Regions from separate parts of the Mus musculus genome. Here region 1 is linked to region 2. Evidence: chromatin contacts called from public promoter capture Hi-C data. All regions are on one chromosome and are shown on one strand. Each heading gives the region's core, a stretch centred on a gene start, on an enhancer-like site or on the middle of the called end of the contact. The rest is flanking DNA. Distances are from core to core; before and after follow the strand shown.

Region 1 (5,138 bases), core at 1,471-3,970, 160 kb after region 2:
TCACCCATGCCTACCCACTAAGCAGCTCCCCTCTAAGCAGGTGGTTATATGAGTGTGGGCAGGGGAGCACAGGGCTGTAAGCTCCCAGGAAAGAGAGGCAGAAAGGATTCCAAGCACTGGAAGCTAGCTAGACAGGAGGTCCAGCAGGAGGCAGGGAGAGAGTTGGCTGTACTGACATGACAAGCCCCACCCTAAGCAAGCTGCATGGCATTTCTATGAAGAAAAGTAAACCGCTGTCCCACCTCGGGCTGCGCGGTCACAAGTGAGGCAGGGCTGGGCCCAGTCGCCATTAGGGTGGGAGGCTAGGCCCAGGTGCGGCAGGCAGGGGTGGCGCTGGCTCAGTGGCTGCAGCTCCTCACTCTGACCCAGCATGGCCCCTGTGCGGTGCTGGGGGCACAGCGAGGCCTCTGGCGCTGTTGAGCAGGGACACACACACACATACACAAAAAGAGACACACCATTAGAGGATGCGCAGCAGTGTGTAGGGGACATAGGCCAAGACCACCCAGGGTTCTGCCTCATCCCTGAAGTCAGTGCCCTGTGCCTGGTGGTCATGAAGAGCCTGTTGCCACACTCTGACCCTGGATTTCAGTTCAAGGTCAGAGTCTAGAAAATAAGAACATTCAGAGCATTAGGACCTTAAAAGCAAGGCAGGATCAACAGCTAAAGATCTCAGGCATGGTGTAAGAAGGGTCTGATGAAACAACCAGGCTTCTACACTACCATCTCACCCTGTACCTTGATGTTCTGCCCTGTTTAAAACTATGAGGGTTCCAACCCGCTTTGTATCCTCCACAGGAGGGACCTTGAGGAAAATAAAACTTCTCCTGATGGGCCAATCTTATTTTTTTAATTAATTAGTTTGTTTGCTTATTTTGGTGTGCAACTTAATCCTTAATGCAGGGAGATTTCAAGAGACTTACGGCTACCTTCAGATATAAGTTATCTCACAAGTCATCATCAGATTAAAGAAAGCAACTCAAACTTGAAAATTACGATAGCCAGAAATACAAGAAAATGTTAACCTGCTCCAACCCTAATAATAACTTAGAATTCCTAGAGGCAGGAAGCCTGACTTTGATATGTAAATCTCTTACATAATAAATACATTCCTCAAAATTCTAATGGTGGTACAAAGAAAGTCAAACTGAAGCCTATTATACAAAAGTGGAAAATGCTGGTGTGTAGCAAATTAAGAAGGAAAGGTGTTCTGCCGTGCTGGTCATGCAGATAGCACACACCCATCATCCAGCACCCTGAAGGTTGATTAGGAAGATAGCAAGTTTGCAGCCAGGCTGGCTACCCAGGGGGACTCACTTTCAGAAAGTAAAAAACAAAAAGGTTTCTGTTATGTTGACATAATGTACTGTTCTGAAGGATATAGGCTTGGAAGCCCGTTTCTACTGCATCCTAGGGCCACCAGAGCCACCTTTCTCTCTGAGTTCAGGATCCTTAGTAGCTGCCCAGCCCTAAGAAATAGAGGATGAACAGTGTAGTGTGCCTGAGATAACTTCTTGGCAGTGCCCAGGAGACTAGCAGGATCAGAAATCAGCTTCTACAAGGCCCAAACACCACTTCCTCTCCCTGAAACGTCTTCTGAATATAGAACAAAGACCCAAAGTGATCCAACACACAATCAGAACGCAGATCAGTCCTGCACAGCACAGACCCAGCCATACAAATCAAATCCTGGAGACTCTTTTGCATATGTGAGGAGAAAGTCTTACTGATGCTAACCTAGAGTGTTCCTTTCTAGGTGAAACAGAGACATCCAACCTTGTCTGGTTAATGAAATACTAAGGACTGAGCTATTATAGAGACCTGCAATTCAGTTGGTAGAAAAAGACACTGAATGCAAGATTCAGAAATAAATGATCAAGTACAAGGGTCATTTCCTCCTGGCTACTAGGTATTTGAGTCCCTGTAGGTTTGGAAAGCAGGACAATCCCTTGGCTGACTGACATTCTAGGACAAAAAAATAATCTGGCGAGACTGGCCTTGGAGTCCACGTTCCCCTAAGAACTTAAGAAGCATGGCATAGCCTTGACTAAATTCCCAGAAGACCCACAGAGCAGCCAGGGGGACCAAAAGCCCCTTTGTAAGTAACTCAATCTAGATCGAGGACGCTGTCGCCTGGGTCTCAGCCAGAGGCTGAGAACTAAGGTGCTCAGGTGTTCAGCCCCAGCACCTGCCACTCAGCTTTCGCATAAAGGTGAGGTACTTTGTTTACTCACAGCCGTGGTAGGATGCCGGCGAGCCCCCAGCCTTGCCATACTCCTGCTCTGAGTAGCTGGTAGAAAGGTTGGGCTGGCTGGAGCCACGGCCAAAGGTGATTTGGTTGCTGCCCACGCCAGTGGCCACCTGAGCCATGCGCTCTTTGGTTTTGAGAGCCTGAACTCTCTCAACCTTCAGCCGCTCCTCATCCTTGAGGAGCGCAACCAGTTGCTTTGATTTCTCTCGAACGTTAATACCCTGGTCTTTGCCATCACGGTCAATGTACTGAAAGTCCTTCAGAGTCTGTATGGCAAAGATGTTCTCACGGCACTGCTGGGCCACCCGCTCAGAACCTGTCTTGATAAGGTAGTCCAGCAGTGTCAGTGCCTTGTATACATGCCGCCAGTTCTTGCCATGGTCATTAAGTCGCTTCCAAACCATGCTCATGATCTCCGAGAACGCTACCACATTGTAGGTCAGGTCAGCAATCTCAGTCATCAGAGAGCTGGATGGGCCCCACGGGTCATTGGAGGTGGCCTCCCGGACTTTGATTTCAGCCTCTGAGTAATTGTTCACAATGTTTTTCATCTGCCGTCTGATAGATGAAGTTGTCATTTTTATCTTCTTTGTTACAAATGTGAAGCCCTTCAAGAGAAACTTTCCTGTCCCCTAAGCCTGCACCCTAGGAAGTTTCCGTGTCAGAAATGCAGATGGAACAAAATGGCCCTCCACAGTCATTTCCTCCTCCAAAGCCTCAGGTCCCAGAAGCTGGCAGCCATGCCCTAGAGAGAAAAAGAACACATTGCTTTTATAAGAAGCACTGGTGAGGATGGGAGAGCCCAAGACAAGCAGTGTACAAGAACATACCTAGTTCCATGGATACAAAAACATCCATCCTGCTTTCAAAACTAAGATCAGGTCAGAAATGCCACATGCTAAACAATAAACTCATTTAAACCTTAAGCAAACACCATGATCATTGTTCTATCTCCTAAGGTTTTTGCCGGAGTGGCTAGCTTGCAGTGGCCTATCTTTTTGTTTTGTTTTTTGTTTGTTTGTTTGTTTGTTTGTTTTTTCAAGACAGGGTTTCTCTGTTTAGCCCTGGCTGTTCTGGAACTCACTTTGTAGACCAGGCTAGCCTCGAACTCAGAAATCTGCCTGCCTCTGCCTCCTGAGTGCCGGGATTAAAGGCGTGCACCACCACACCCGGCTTTACTGCGGCCTATCTTTAATGCCAAACAAAAGCCGAATGTAGGAAAACTGAGGTACTGGGTGAGATGTCGTGATAAATGTATTTTTAACCTTTGGTGCTGGGTACTGAACTCTGGGCCACATGCATATCAACTATGTACCTCAGCACTGAGATGTACTCCTGTCCAGTCCTTAGAGTTTTCCGTGTTGGGGCAACAAAGTCTCATTTCAAAAATACCTTAAGCCTAAAATGCCTGTCTATGACTTTAAAATTGGGCTTTGGCTCATGAGCCCCTAACTGCCTAGAAAATTCTCCTTAAGTGCCATTTCTCTGTGACCCTTCCTGAGCATGAATTAGTGAAATGCTGACTGCTCTTCTATAGAAAAGCTAACAACCTACACTACCACCTTCCATTCCCCATATACCCCAGCTCTCAGGATCTTCTGACCAGGGACAAGCCTAACACCTCATCTCAGAGAGGAAAGCCGAACCCCAGAGCTGAATCACAGGCTCCAGTGCACACATCTCCTTCCTTTCTTCAGATGAACAAGAGCTAGAGTAAGGTCCACATCTCCCATCTCCAGCATGTATGGTGATCGCCATCTGTCCCATTCACAGTGAAGAGCCAGGATCCAACACTGTGCCCAACATGAAATAAACACCTGAATAAACGATATTACACTTACAAACAGTATTCCTGTCCTCAGGCCACAATCCTCATCTGTAAGATAAAGAAACAAATCTCAAGACAACTGAAGACTTGAGAGAAAACAAGGGCCCTCGGCAGCCCTGCTACAGTTGCTCAGTCCCTATGGCTTAATTCCTTGTAACAGTAGAGGTAGTTCCTTCCCATCAGAAATATAAAATACAAGGTGTGGAATCTTAAAGTTGGCTGGCTACTGTAACAGGCTGAGACCCTCCCTACAGATCCTCAGGCAGCCCAGAACCTGGCACCTAAAGTGAACCTTCCTCTCCCTGGATTGCTGTGGTGTTTCTGTCAGAGAAATACCAGACATCCCTAGTTTCTTTCTTCAAGACTCAGTTAAGCAGGCAATGGGTGCATGAAAAATAAACAAAAAGGCGACACAAAGAATACAATGGTCATTCATCACCTACAGCCACAGAGATAAGGAGACAATTCATAAAGCCTCAGCTGCCTTCTCTGCTCACTCAGATAGGCTGAGGAGCCCTGTCTGTGCCTGAGGCCAGAGCACTGACTCCATTAGATGGCGGCATGTTCTGCCTCTCTACCCATCTGTTCAGCTTTCATGAATCCCCAAAACCTGTCAGAAAACAGATAAAACCTTTTTCAGAGTGACTGTACATCTGATTTAATTAGGTTTTTCACTTGTAATTTACTGTATGCAGTAACAGGTTGGGCCTCATAGAAGAAAAAGACACCTCTGATTTCCAGTCAATCCGGATTGTAGTTCATTCCAAATATTGTCAAGTTGACAACCAGGAATAGCCACTACAATCCACCCCTTGTCAACTTGACACAAATAATATCTCATAGTCCAAGGATCTAGCAGTTACTCAGTCTCACGCAGCAAGCAGGCGAAGGAGCAAGAGCAAGAGCTAGACTCCCTTCTTCCAATGTCCTTATATTGTCTCCAGCAGAAGGTGTAGATCAGATTAAAGGTGTGTTCCACCACACCTTTAATCCCAGATGAAAGGCGTAGCCCAGATTAAAGGTGTGTTCCTTAAACTCGGAGATTCAATCTTCTGGAAT
Region 2 (5,626 bases), core at 1,005-3,504:
GATCTGATGTCCTCTTCTGGTGCATCTGAAGACAGCTACAGTGTACTTATGTATAATAATAAATAAATCTTTGGGCCCGAGCAAGCAGGGTTGACCCAAGTGAGCAGAGATACTAAATTCAATTTTAACAACCACATGAAGGCTCACGACCATCTGTACAGCTACAGTGTGCTCATATACATAAAATAAATAAATAAATCTTTAAAAAAATAAATGATAATAAATAAATAAAACGTGGTTTAAAAACACCTGAGACTTGTGGATTTAAAAGTTCCAGTCCAACCGGGCGATGGTGGCGCACACCTTTAATCCCAGCACTTGGGAGGCAGAGGTAGGCGGATTTCTGAGTTCGAGGCCAGCTTGGTCTACAAAGTGAGTTCCAGGACAGCCAGGGCTACACAGAGAAACCCTGGCTCAAAAAACAAACAAACAAAAAAAAAAAAAACAAAGTTCCAGTCCCTGGGTGGTTAGCACTGGGGTCTGAGGTGAGACAGTGCCACGTGGTGGAACATGTGGTAGAGCAAACTTGCAGTGTGCAATAGAAAAGAGCCAAGGTCTCACCACTTCCTTTGAAGTCACTCAGCCAGTGACCAGAAGTCCTCCTGCTAGGCCTCGCCTCCCAAACTTCCCAGCACCTCTTAAGAAGACAAAGCTTCTAACACCGGGGCAACCACAGCTCCTGTGTGTCCGCAGGGCCACGGGGTAGCTTCTATTCTGTAACTGACTGTGCTTTGAACACCCGTGGTGCACTTAGGTGACTTTGTGGAGGTGGGCTCAAACAAAGAGGTTTTCCACTTCCATCCGCATATGACAACCTTAAACATGTGACACCTCTCAGGGGGTTGGGGGGTCAGTGGGGAGCATGATTGCCTAGCCAAATTCATTTTTAAGGTTCATTTCTACTGTTTTTAACTCTGTGTGTGTGTGTGCGCACGCGCTCATGTGAGTGGGGTGCCCACACACCCAAAGACAGCAGACTCCCTGTGGAACAGGCAGTTGTGAGACCCCTGATGTGGGTTCTGGGAACCATGCTGAGGTCCTCTGGAAGAGTGCTGAACACCCGGGTCATCTCACTAGCCCTAAACCAAAGTTTTTTGTTGGGAAAAAAAAAATGTATAGCATTTAAGAACAGATGGACAAGCCGGATGTAGTGGCTCATGCAAGCAATCCTAGCACTCAGTGGGCCAAGGCAGGAGCATCACCATGGTTCAAAGCTAGCCTGGGCTACATAGAGTTTCAGACCAGCCTGGGCTACTCAAACAAGAAAGCTTATGAGCAACCAGTAAAGGGAGAAAATGCGCCCCCCCCCCTACTTTGGAGTATGCCACTAGTGCCCCCTGCTGGTAGATTTTGCTTGTTAAGAGGCTCTACTTTTTTTTTAATTAAATAAATTTGTTCTTGGACAATTTGACACACAATAGGTAATGCGCAATGACATTGTCGCCCCCTATGCTATCCCATCTCTCTATTGCCTTCTTTGCACATCCCCCTCTTCCTTAAAAATACCTTTCTCGTGCTCCTGTGTTCGTTTTGTGACCCGCTGAGTCACAAACCAAGGCTGTGCCATTCTGGGTTTGGAGCTACCTGTGGGAGCCTGGTGGGCTCGGCAGTTGGTTCACAACTAAATATGGTGGTTCTTCCTCTCCAGTAGCTCAGCAGTAAAGGGTGGAGCCCGTGAGTCCCTTCTTTCATGAGGCCTCTTTGGCATGGTGGGTCTTATGCAGGCCCTCTGTAGGTAACTGCAGTTGTGAGACACAGTAGTTTTATTGTATTTACAGTGAGACCTTCACAGCCACTCACCCCATCTCTCCTCTGGCTCTCCCCTCCATCCAGAGACACCTTCTACAGTGTTCTGATGAGGTGGGGCAGGGCAAGATGCAAAACAACAACAACAAAACCACCAACAACAAAAACACTATCTTTCAAAATAGCCAAGGTCAAAATCTCTGCCTGATAAGAGCCAGGCTGCCTGTGATGGTCTTGGTTTCTGATTTTTTTTTTTTTTTTTTTTTTGGTGTGGATTTGAAAGGTCTATCTACAACACATCAGGGTCAGAAAATCATGCTGACAGCAGAATATTCTTAGTCTCAATTTGAGTTTTCTTTATTTCATGTGTTTGTTTGTTTGTTTGTCTCTTTGTTACAGGGTTTAACTTGACTCAAACTGACCTTGAACTCACCATAGTCTCCTGTCTCTCAGGTGCGTGGCAGTTTGTTTGTTCAGTTTTGTGGTCTGGGAAGGCTGTTTTGTTTATTTAAAAGTTTCGTTGCACTTATTGACTTGGGTGTGTTCGTGTGGTGTGCCTGTAGAGCTCAGAGGACAACTGGAGAGAACGTTTCTCCTACCCTGTGGATCCTCCAGTCATCAGTCTTGGCAGTAGGTGCCTTCATCCACTGAGCCTTGCCAGCCTCTTATTTTGCTGATTTTTTTTTTTTTTGAGGTATAATCTCAACTATATTCGCGTTCCCTACACTGTTTCTAAACCCCCGGACTCAAATGACCCTCCTGCCTCTGCTTACCAAGTAGCTGATACTACAGACACACAACACTAAATCCTGCTCTTAATCCAGGTTGGGGCTGTTTGCAACCTTCTGCTTCTAACTGACCGAGTGAGCGCCTAGCCATGGTGTTAGAAGGGCACAGCTAACTGGACCAGTCTCTAACAGCTTATGCCAGCCTCACTCAAGGCACAGACAGCCACCGGGCTCTTTCACTGGCCACGTGAGTCTGGAAACTTCACTATTTCCATGTTACAGACGGAAAGTTGGATGGTGCAAATATAAAGCAAATTTCCAAGATCACATAAGGAGTCAGAGGACGCGGCTAAGTTTAGAATGGAGCCCTCTGCTCTGCAGGTCAGCACATCATCTTGATTCTTTATCATCTCCTGGAGAAAAACAGGAACATGTGTGTGTGTGTGTGTGTGTGTGTGTGTGTGTGTGTGTGTGTGTGTGTGCAGGAGTCAACAAAGACAAATCTGTCTTTCTTTCTCAGAAGGAATCACATTTTGGTATGTTCCTTCCCTGAGAGGGGGGAGTGTGTGAGCTTCTGCTATTCAGTTTATTTCCTACTAACACTGTCTCCTATTTAGTTCCCTAATCTGCTGTATACACTGTAAATGGCTTTCGGTGCTCTTCTTGGTCCCTTTGTCTCTGCCCTCAGCCACTGTTTGTCCACCCTGAGGAGTGGAGCAGACCGCCATTCAGTTTCTTTCTGATCTTTGTCTTAGAGAATTTTCCCTCTGTAGGAAAGCACTTCATAAGGCTGAATCCTCCCCTTCCCCTTGGGGCTGGCTGTATCAAACAAGGGCCCGGAAGCTGCTTTTGTCTGAAGATCGGCCTCCTCACTTGCTTTTAGAAAGGAAAGGCCAGCACCTCTGCCTTCATTGTGCACCTGCCTTCTCACCTTTGCTTCGTGTGCTCGAGGGCAGGTACACCTGTTAATCACCCTAGAAAACAGGGATAGCTAACCCAGCTCAACTCCTTCCAACCTGAAGGCACAAAGATAAAGCTAGCCGACTCAATGACCACAATCCTGTTAGAGACGCTAGATGAAGGGCAGAGCCTTCCAGGACAGCCCACTCCCCATGTGAGGGCAATTAACCTCAAGGGTGGGGCAGCAGTGTGCAGCAGGAGCAACCACATCCTGAGAACTGAGGTGTCCCCAAGAAGTAAGGACTTCTTCTGACCCCTTTGCAGAGCCAAAAGTACAACAGGGATCATCGAGATGTCAGCTTTGACTAAAAAACACCAAGGCAGACTCGAGGCACAGGATCCCTTTGTCTATTCTTCCTGGCTGCTCATATGGATAAGGCCCTGATCCTGTCTGCTTTTTCCATTATTACATCTCTCATTTCAAGATGGCGGCTAAGCCTAACTCACTGGGGCTGGCCAGAGCTGGGGCTCCTGTCCTAAAATCTCATTTGTAGCCATGCAGCTCCCTGGGAGCTAAAGACTGCTTAAGAGAAGTTGCCCTTCTCAGAGACTGAGGTAAGCTACTGCAGGGGGTTTCTCTGTCTCTGGGGTTTCATCAACTTCAGAAGGCTCAAAGCTGAACAGCCTCCAGACCCTGTCCTGATGCTTGCTGCTTTCCCAGCCTGGGTAGTATCCACACACAGACTTGAAGCCACAGAAACACCCTCTCCTCCAGAGCCCACACTGTCGCATCTCTGAATGTAAGAGGGACAGGATGTAGTCATGTGTCCCTACTGTCTCCGACCAGCAGAAAAGAAGCGATGAAACTGACGTCCTTCTCAAGGCAGTTTATTCAGGAACTTCACAATGTGCAGGAAAATGAATGCCCCGACCTCTCTCGGCCATCCCCCTTTTTCCCCTCCAGTCCACTCCCCCTCAGCCCAGTCCACGTAGGCACAGTTCATTGGCTCAGGACTACATTCGTCACATCATCCGACCTTACGTCGTGGTGCATCTGCGCAATGCAGCTCAAGGTACATGGCTATCTTGAGGGATATGAGGAAGTCAGGTGCCAGTCATAAGACTTAGCAGCAGTCCCGGGCGCTATCTTGGGGCTGCGGCCACACCCACTCCTCACATCTCCCCCTTATTCTTTAAATTGGCAGAGAGAATGCCTGTCTTAGGTTGCCCCCCCCCCCCGCAACAATGCTCCTTACCCGTCATCAGGAGACAGACAACAGTGGTCTGATCCCTGTCTTAGGTTGGTAACACATCCAGGGAGTCTTACCCAACATTGACTACTTCCCTAGCATGCCAAGCCACACTTGAGGAGACTGTCCCATCTCCACAGCTGCAAAGGCTTGTATCAACAAAGCTTGATCCCTGCGATGGTGAAGTTGCATGCGGCAGATACACCAAAAGGCCAGGACACTGATGAGCACGCAGCACAGTGCCAATCCACCAATACCGACCCATTCCTTTAGGTATGACATAGCGGTGGCAATCCAATTTGCAAGTCCTTCAGCCATGGATACCTCCACCCGAGTGGAATTGATATGAACTATTCTAAAACCTCTCTTGGATCTAAACAAGTTCATAACTGAAGGGGTCTGCACGGGCCATAGTACAAATCTAGGCATTCTGGTCACAATAGCTAAAGAAAACATAGAAGCATTCCAACCAACACATACTATAAAAACAACTATCCTCCTTACACTCTACAACATCATCAAAATAACTACCATTATAAACTAAAAATACAAAAGGAGGCCAAATGCATACAGGCATGGCCTTAAAGAATACATTCTTCCCATAAGCAAATTAAATAACAGAAGACTCAAATAATACAGATCCATTCCAATAAAAGCTAGTATTTCCCCACGCCTCACCCATCAACATACTCAAAGAAGAAAGATCTGTACAACTCCCAATTTATCCCACACAACAGCCAAACATTAAAGGGATTGTTTGCCCCTCTCTGGGCTGGATTTTGATACGTCCAATTAAACCCTGAAAACGTTTGATTATGACTGGTACTAATATAAGGAGAAAAGGTAAAATATTTTTTCATGGCCCACGCAGCTTTCCTAGACTGGCAGCTGGTCCATGGGGGCAGCGAATCTCGAATACCCCTACAAAAGGGGGCCCATCGCAGATCTTCAGTCATCACTGCAGGCAGCATCATCACCCCCAGGAGCAGCTTCATCAGGGCA

Evidence for each region. Capture Hi-C pulls out chosen DNA fragments and counts their contacts.
Region 1: a contact with region 2 is called in a promoter capture Hi-C map of liver. The contact joins two enhancer-like sites. A contact is called at or near these places in 1 of 39 promoter capture datasets (neutrophils), 1 of 484 Hi-C or Micro-C datasets (nephron progenitors) and 3 of 9 other capture datasets (adipose tissue, liver and pancreatic islet).

What each region holds. Positions count from the first base shown.
Region 1 is chr11:61,543,916-61,549,053 of GRCm38.p6, forward strand. Epn2 (epsin 2) reads right to left here. Exons shown (of 11, transcript NM_001252188.2): 3 at 2,235-2,996; 4 at 243-413. The coding sequence starts at 2,829. Among named protein-coding and RNA genes, the nearest start is that of Epn2, 33 kb to the right of the region's middle. Within about 2 kb of position 2,721, at least 12 of the 459 cell types and tissues checked have an H3K27ac peak or open chromatin away from gene starts, as enhancers often do. A contact at or near this core is called in liver, where this site is marked.
Region 2 is chr11:61,386,882-61,392,507 of GRCm38.p6, forward strand. It overlaps Gm42081 (a long non-coding RNA gene), which reads right to left. Exons shown (of 2, transcript XR_879912.1): 2 at 4,247-5,626. Among named protein-coding and RNA genes, the nearest start is that of Gm42081, 8.1 kb to the right of the region's middle. Within about 2 kb of position 2,255, at least 2 of the 459 cell types and tissues checked have an H3K27ac peak or open chromatin away from gene starts, as enhancers often do. A contact at or near this core is called in liver, where this site is marked.